2 separate regions of the Danio rerio genome follow, and region 1 is linked to region 2. Evidence: chromatin contacts called from public Hi-C data. All regions are on one chromosome and are shown on one strand. The core of a region is the stretch at or near the end of the contact, and the rest is flanking DNA. Distances in the headings are between cores, read along the strand shown. Region 1 holds the start of nrsn1 (neurensin 1). Region 2 has its middle 25 kb from the start of si:ch211-201o1.1.

Region 1 (4,399 bases), core at 301-2,800, 100 kb after region 2:
ACATGAATCAGGCCGCTGTGTGGTTTACACTCTTAATTACAGCGTATTGATGAAGAGCCAGCGTCATTTTCAGTGTAGACTCGACACTTCTCATCTGAGGAGTCATTCATCTGATGATTCACTGAGACAACAACAGGATCGGTCCTCTTACACACTCACTATAACAGAGACAGAAGAATGAACAGCTGACACCACCCAGAACAACACCACACCACTGGGCCAAGAGATTATATTACTTTAGATGTGTTACCATAGCAACTGTAGAATCACCACAACAGATCAATTACTCTTGTTGTTGTTACCATAGCAACTATGGATTTACCACAACACACCAATTACTATAGTAGTTGTGTTACCATAACAGCTGTAGTATTACCACAACAGACCAATCAGTATAGTTATTGTTACCATAGAAACTGTAGAATCAACACAGATCAAATACTGTGGTTGTTACCATAGTAACTGTATATTCACCACAATAGATCAGTTATTATAGTTGCTGTTACCATGCCAACTGTAGAATAACACAACAGATCAATCACTGTAGTTATTGTTACCATAGCAACTGTGGAATCACAAAAACATTAATTACTGTAGTTGTTGTGTTACCATAGCAACTATAGATTCACCACAACAGATCAATTATAATTGTTATTACCATAGCAACATTAGAATCACCACAACAATCAATCACTATAATTGTTGTTACCATGGCAACTGTAGAAACCCCACAGCAGATTAATCGCTTTAGTTAATTTCTTAGTCAATATTTCACGATAGAATAGGTCAAAATCACTGCAGTATTACTTGAGGAATACAAAGGTGCAGGATATATCAGATATGCAGTAAATGCACACACAATGTTCAAACGTAAACTACAGCAAATTGTATTTGAAAAGTGTGTACCTTTAGAGACTGATTACTGGATAATACTGATACTGATAATATATTAAAATATACTGAACATATTGTCCAAACACATGCACTATAGAGGAATTGATTAACTAAATTGAAAAAAGTGTGTGTGTGTGTGCGTGTGTGTGTTTCCCAGTACTGGGCTGCAGCTGGAAGGACATCTGCTGCGTAAAAAAAGCTTATGCTGGAATAGTTGTCGGTTCATTCTGCTGTGGTGACCTCTGATGAATAAATGGACTAAGCAGATGGAAAATGAATAAATGAATATCTTCATGCTGCATGTATAATACATGTACACTGTATGCTGTATGTTAAGCACCAAAAGCTTAAAAAGTCTGAAAAGCCTAAATCAAATATTTAAATGTGTTTTTGCCATAAATTTGAATACAACCCAAACCCTAACACACTGCGATCATTTACACAAGAGATTAAACAATGCCCTCTCAAATATAGAGACAAAAAGAAAAAATCCTGAAGCATTAAATTTCACGGAAGGGCGAATAATTGTGACCTCGGCTGTATTTCATAATACAGGAAAGAAAAAAGAGAGCAAAGCATCTCTCTGTCCTCCAGGTGACTCACAGAAGCGCTGAGCTGCGCATGCGCACTGCATCATCCAGCGCATCGGCGGCTGAGCGGAGCGAGGAACAGCAGCAGCTCCGACCGGTTATGACAGGTATTCGCTTTTATTCACTCATTACAGTTATCAAAACTCTGATCAGTCGACACCTTTCACTCTCCACACTTACACACACACCGTCGGGGAGGATGTGTGTGTCCGGTTTGTGCGTTAGAGTCTGACAGCTCGATCAATCTGCTGATGTGTCGATGACAGATGTGTGGAGAATGAGCATTTCTGCCGGTAAAGTGCAGCTTTCTGCATCTGAAAACACCATCGGACTGTTGTTATTAGACGATCAGATGATGATGATGATGGTGATGATGATGGTGGTGTGTGTGTGGGTACAGAGTGTCTCTGAACAGCAGAGGACATGCACGATCAGGAGCAGCTCTGGCGTCATTTCTGATGACGAGACGGACACTGACGGAGCATTCAGCATCTCTCTCTCTCAGATATCTGCATTTACAGAAGGATTTCATTTCTGAAGATGCACATATCATCTATAGAGGCGATCAGATTTACACTGAAGATTACCTCGAGACATTAAGACGTTCGTGGAGACTAAAGAGAGATTAGCATTAGTGTTTAGGAGCAAATCCCATTCATCTCCCTTACAGTGGAGCTGATGCTTAATTGGTGTATGAGCATAGATAATTAGCTAATATATCAGAACACGTGTGTAGAATCACCACAACAGATCAATCACTGTGTTAATGTGTTACCATAGCAACTGTAGAATCACCACAACAGATCAATCACTGTTGTTAATGTTACCATAGCAACTGTAGAATAACCACAACAGATCAATCACTGTTGTTAATGTGTTACCATAGCAACTGTAGAATCACCACAGGAGATCAGTTACTGTAGTTCTTGTGTTTCCATAGCAACTGTGGAATCACCATTCATTCATTTTCTTGTCGGCTTAGTCCCTTTATTAATCCGGGGTCGCCACAGTGGAATGAACCGCCAACTTATCCAGCAATTTTTTACACAGCGGATGCCTTTCAAGCTGCAACCCATCTCTGGGAAACATCTACACACACATTTACACACACACACTCATACACTACAGACAATTTAGCCTAACCAATTCCCCTATAGCGCATGTGTTTGGACTGTGGGGGAAACCGGAGCACCCGGAGAAAACCCACGCGAACACAGGGAGAACATGCAAACTCCACACAGAAATGCCAACTAAGCTGAGGCTCGAACCAGCGACCTTCTTGCTGTGAGGCGACAGCACTACCTACTGCGCCACTGCCTCGCCCAAAATATTATTATTATTATTATATTATTATTATTATTATTATCCCATAATATTACTGAAATAAATCTGAAGAGTGAAGAATAATCCTACACTTACACATATTTAATTCTGCAGGTGCGTTCTGTCTTTGTGTAATTATGACTGATAAACTGAGTTTTTAATCCCCGTGGGTAAACGCCTCTGTAAACTAATTAATGATTGAGCATGTTAAGGCTCACACACACACACACACACACACACACATGATGATCACTGTGTGTGAATATCGCTGACGTTTAATGTGTCGTGACTGAATAAAGGGCGCTAAAGCGAGTGTGCACATCAACACACACATATTAATGTGTTTATTTTAAAATGCTAGGCTCATGTCTTTAGTTTGGCGTTCACACCGGTGGTGCGTTTCCTCTGGGTAAAGTGTGAAGTTATACACTGCAGTACTTTGCAGCCATTTTGGCTCCATTTCACACCAGACTGACTGCTCTGAACTCAAAACAGTTGGAAGTAACCAGAAAGCGTCACATGACCACATCCAGATGGCCTGAGAGCTGAATATTCAGAGCTGCGTGTTGATTGGTCAGAATAAACGAGTGGGAGCCTGACGTGCACAACACAGCGAAGTAAACCGAGCAGAGGATCGATTAGCAGCAGTGGAGCTCCTCACACGCTGGTGCCAGCATTGCAGTAGTGTTTAATGTTATGGCAGCTGGCCTAGTCCAACAACAGCTTTGGTCATCTTCATGTTCTGACCACAAACAAACTGATCGCTCCAGAGCTGCTCTGAAAGCGGAGCGCTCCACCTCTGCCTGCAGCTCTCGCTGTGCTTGATTAGTCTACTTCAGGTGAGCAGGAGAGTACATCTGCCTCTTTAACCCTTCCCAAATCAACCGCACCAAAAAGGCAGAGGATCTGAAATGAGGCGGGTGTGAAGCACCCTGTGTACTGCAGCATCTCTGTTCTTCATTCAGCGCCACCTAGTGTCAGGGAGTGAGTTTGCACATCCGCATACGGCATACCTGTCATAGTGTTGATAAGCATGAGCCACACATGTCTGGGTGTGTATGAGGCTTCAGTGTATGCCGCTCTGCAGTGGTGTGTGTATGAGGAACGCGTCCTCATTTTCTGAGCAGTGTGTGTGTGTGTGTGTGTGTGTGTGTGTGTGAGTGTCAGAGCTCAGACTGACTCATTTCAGCAGATTCACAGCCGGCCCTGATTTAATTACTGCGCTCTGCAGGAAACGGCAGCAGCCTCATTTCCCCTGCGCTCACACACACACACACACACACACACACACACACACACTGCTGTTTATAATGCTGATGACTGAACCCAGCCGCACACACACTGACGGACAGAGATCTGTGTTCTCCAACACTGACCGCACATCAGGGAAGTGTGTGAGCTCCAGCTGATGCTTCTGCTTAAATACACACGTCCACACAGACGCCGCGTCCACACTAACAGTTTCATTAAAGAAACACACACTTCTCCCTCCATTTCGGCCTTCTGTCCACACTGAAATCTGTTTGTAATGCTGTGCACAGTGGACGAATGTGGAAACGGTGTTTCTGGTGTTGTTGGATGGTGAAAATGGA
Region 2 (4,113 bases), core at 1,200-3,699:
TGTGTGTATGAGTCTACATACAGTCTACATATGAGTGTTTCCCGTTATTGGGTTGCAGCTGGAAGGGCAACCGCTGAGTGAAACATATGCTGGAATAGTTGGTGGTTCATTCTGCTGTGGTGACCCCTGGTAAATAAGAGACTAAGCTGAAAGAAACTGAATGAATGAATAGGTCAGGTTGTAGCTTTAACTCATCGTGGCAGATGAAGCAGAAGTGTGAAGCTGAAGCTGTTTTCTCCATCATATGAGTGAAGGAAAGCTTACTGAATGTGCATCTAGGTGTGCATCACTCCTGTAAAGTGAATGAGTGTGAGAGATCATTGATGACTGATTAGCTGACGTGTTGCTGTTTTCCCCGTGATGCTCGCTCCTCTACAGCACATCCACTGATGTCCAGCACAGATTTTCCGAGGAAATGTGTGGCGATATCTCGTCCCGGCCTGGCCATCAGCACAGCAGCAGCTCTGTATGGGTGTTCTGGGTGTTCTGGGTGAGGCTGTGTTTGCTGACGGACCGGCCTGGAAAAGCTGACTTCCTCTGCCAGCGTGAGACTTCCTGCAGGTGTTCAAACACTCGCTGCATGATCTGAACACACCTCAACACACACGGACACCTTCAGAGGTAAAGCCGCACGTTCAGCTCCCTGCCGTTAATCTGCCGCATGTTTACACCTCGCCATCAACCTGATCTGGGAACAGCTCCTTGTAGACGTTCATGAGCAGGACTCTTACAGTTCAACCCTTGTGTGCTGTTGGGGTGTTTTCATTAACTCGGGGGGGATTTTGAGGCTTGAATTGGGCCAAATGGAATGATCTATAGAAGCAAATCTCATTTAGACGCATATTATGGGGAAATGCTTTGGATTTGTCCAAATCTCAGCAGTACACACTGTTCAGAGTGACTCTTCTTTGGTGATGTTGGTAAAACTGCAAACAATCGTAGCTCCAGAGACGTATTTGGCGCTCTCCATTAATGTATACAGGGCTACATAATTGGAATGAGCCTGGGTTGAAAACATTTCATTCTCTTCAGCCTCAGTGTCCCTCCTCCTCCTCCTCCTCCTCCAGAACTTCATCCCTCCTTCTGAAGATGTGAGGATGTGTCTCTCTGAGAGATAGAGTTGGTCTTCATGTCTCTTCTGTACCTGCTTCATGTGTCCCGCTGTTGCCATACTGATCAGTCTCCTTGGTTATCGATGTGGTTAATTCAGTGCATGTTTGAGTTGCTGGTTTCGTGTGTTTGCTGTCCAGCACGGTCTGAATGTCAGTGTTATGTGCTTCTGTTAGTTACTCTGCATTGTCCCACAGCACAGGCATTCATTAAAGAGCAGTTGTTCAGTATTCTCCTGTTGTGTGCTTTAAATACAAAAGTCTGCTGTTTGTTGTCGACCGAACTAAAACACATGTAAGGAATTACATCACTATTTTATCAGTAGTTTTTTTTGTACTGGGAAACACCCATACACACTCATTCACACATATACTTAAGAATGAAATATACCTCTTTAAACACTGCACACTTAATCAAAACTGCTTCCAGATCATTTTAAATGTGCATTATTATAATTCACCTGCAGTGAAGACCTCACACTTCATCTATAGCGGTGGTCATATGATGACTGGATTGACTGTTCTTAAATCCTGCATGGTTGTTTATAGTTTTCCTGTGTTTATCCTCTGTTGTCAATGGCAGAGCAGCATTGAAGTGTGGTCAGTAAGTATCTGCAGATCTCTGATGGTGCTGTAGGCCAGGGGTGCTCTACCTGCTCATGCAGATCTACATTCCTGGAGAGTTCAGCTGCTACCTTGATCAATCACACCTGAACTGATAATCAGGACCTGAGCAGCACTTGATGATGACAGGCAGGTGTGTTTGATTTGGGCTGCATCTGAAAGCTGCAGGACGGCACATCTCCAGGATCAGGCTTGGTCACCGCTGCTTTAGGCATGCATCTGCTGCTTGTAAACAAGAGGTGAGTGCTGGATTAATCCTGTGTTGGGTCTGTCTGCTGAAATGACACATGCTTACATCACCGCTCTGCTTTCAGACGTGTGTGTGTGTGGAGGAGGATTCGCTCCATCAACAACTCATCCTCTCTGTCCCCAAGCTGGAGTTACGGCTCACACAGACATTCAGCATCAGGCAGAATAAAGCCCAGTACTCCTGAATCACTAACGGTTTTGCAGAATGCAACTAACAGACTATAGCCTTTACAATTCTGTCATTTAAAGCTTACAACACACACACACACACACACACACACACACACACACACACACACACACACACACACACACAGGCTGGGTCTGAAGTGATGGGGGGTTGATTGGATTTGTCAGTCAGATGTGGGTCTCGTCAGACTCCTGCATGCTGTGGTGTTTTTGTGTCTGGTGTTTTCAGACAAAGCGTCCAGACGAGACTCTGTGTTCTCCTACAGGCGGACGATGCTGCCCTCATGCTGGAGTCGCTGGAACTGCATCCAGTATAGCTCTGCAGCTCCGACACAGACACACCACTGACCCTGCTTCCTGCATTTGTGAATAAGACAAAGGAAAACACTCCGCTCAGCCCGTCTGAAGCATCAGAAACCCTCTCTGAGACTGCGCAAGTGTGTTTCCGTGTGTTTTACTCTTGATTTAGTCCATTTTAGTCTCATGTCTAGTTCAGCTTCTGTATGTCTACTGGAGCCAAACACACACACACACACACACACACACACACACACACACACACAGAGGCTGCGCGCCGGCACTTTCAGCACAGATCCGCCTCAGTCTGCGCTGGAGATCCGCTCTTCTCCACTCATGAGCTCATCCTCTGTGATCGCGAGCGATGGACCGCATCCTTCTGGAGGGATTTTAATCTGATGATGCTGATTTGGGTCGCTTCGGGACGTTGCGGTCATGGACAGGGAGACACATACATGTAGATCAGAACTTGCTCTGGACGTTCGTCTGTTCTGATGTGATCAACATTTGAAGATGTGTCTGAGCTGCGCAGTGAGGTTTTCAGGATGAGCATGCGGATGAATCGCAGAGAAAAGCGGAGGAAAGAGTGCAGATGCATTCCTCCCATCACTACACCGGCTTTCCACAACTTCTGTGCATCAGCGTTCAGATCTGTGTCCACATCTCTGCTGTTTGCACCAGGCGGTGTGTGACAGATGTGCAACATTAATGGAAAATAAGCTAGTCTTTCCAGGACATCTTAAAAACCAGTCGACAAGAAGACAAGCGGAAGTTCTGATGATCAGAGCAAACACACTGTCCTGCGGAGCACTGCTGCTTATTTGCATAGTTTTAATTAAAGGACTGGTGTGAACCTGCTAACATGCAGTTGTGGTCAGGATATCTGTGCTGAACAGCTTCTGTCTGATACTGCAGGTCGGATGTGAATTTTAGGATGTGCACATTACTGACGGCTTATATGACTTCAGCTGAACAACACTGTCAACACAGAGTCTGAGCTTATTCTCTGTGATTTGATAAATAATCTAAATAATATACAACCAACTTTAAAATACATTTATTTCATGTCATTTCCCAGTACTGGGTTGCATCCGCTGTTTAAAACACTTGCTGGAATAGTTGGCAGTTCATTCCGCTGTGGCGAGCACTGATAAATAAGGGACTAAGGTGAAGGAAGATGAATGAATTTGATGTCAGCTTTTACACAGTAGCGTTAATGTGCAAGATGCAGTCTGTTTCTGTAGTCCACACAGTAGATGTCTGACCCATAACCCTTCAGTAAGTCTGTATGTCCTCGAAGGGGGCAGCATAAACACGAGGCAGCGAGAGCCGTGATTCAAAAAGTCTACCATGACCCAAACATTAGTCTATAAGCCCCACATCATGCACACGTCAGTCTCGAATCTCCGCCATAACCCAGGAACAATCATGGAGTAAACGCCTGCCATTGTCAATGCAGAGCAGGATGATTAGGAGAGCACACACACACACACACACACACCTGTCCAGCGGTGTACCCAATCCACCTGAATACATCCGCGCAACTATCACAGCACACATGTAGAGGGAGCACAGATCCCTCCAATCAGGGTCTGAGTAGTTCTAGGAGAATACAGGCAGCCTCTGAGTGAGCTGAGGGAGGATC

The links. Hi-C and Micro-C count contacts between places; a contact is called where the count stands out from the background.
Region 1: a contact with region 2 is called in a Hi-C map of embryo, with 2.0 times the contacts expected there. The contact joins the promoter of nrsn1 here to the enhancer-like site in region 2. A contact is called at or near these places in 2 of 18 Hi-C or Micro-C datasets (caudal fin and embryo).

The regions. Positions count from the first base shown.
Region 1 is chr16:249,173-253,571 of GRCz12tu, forward strand. nrsn1 (neurensin 1) reads left to right here and starts at 1,551. Exons shown (of 3, transcript NM_199959.1): 1 at 1,551-1,591.
Region 2 is chr16:148,117-152,229 of GRCz12tu, forward strand. No RefSeq gene overlaps it. Among named protein-coding and RNA genes, the nearest start is that of si:ch211-201o1.1, 25 kb to the right of the region's middle. Within about 2 kb of position 2,450, at least 17 of the 62 cell types and tissues checked have an H3K27ac peak or open chromatin away from gene starts, as enhancers often do.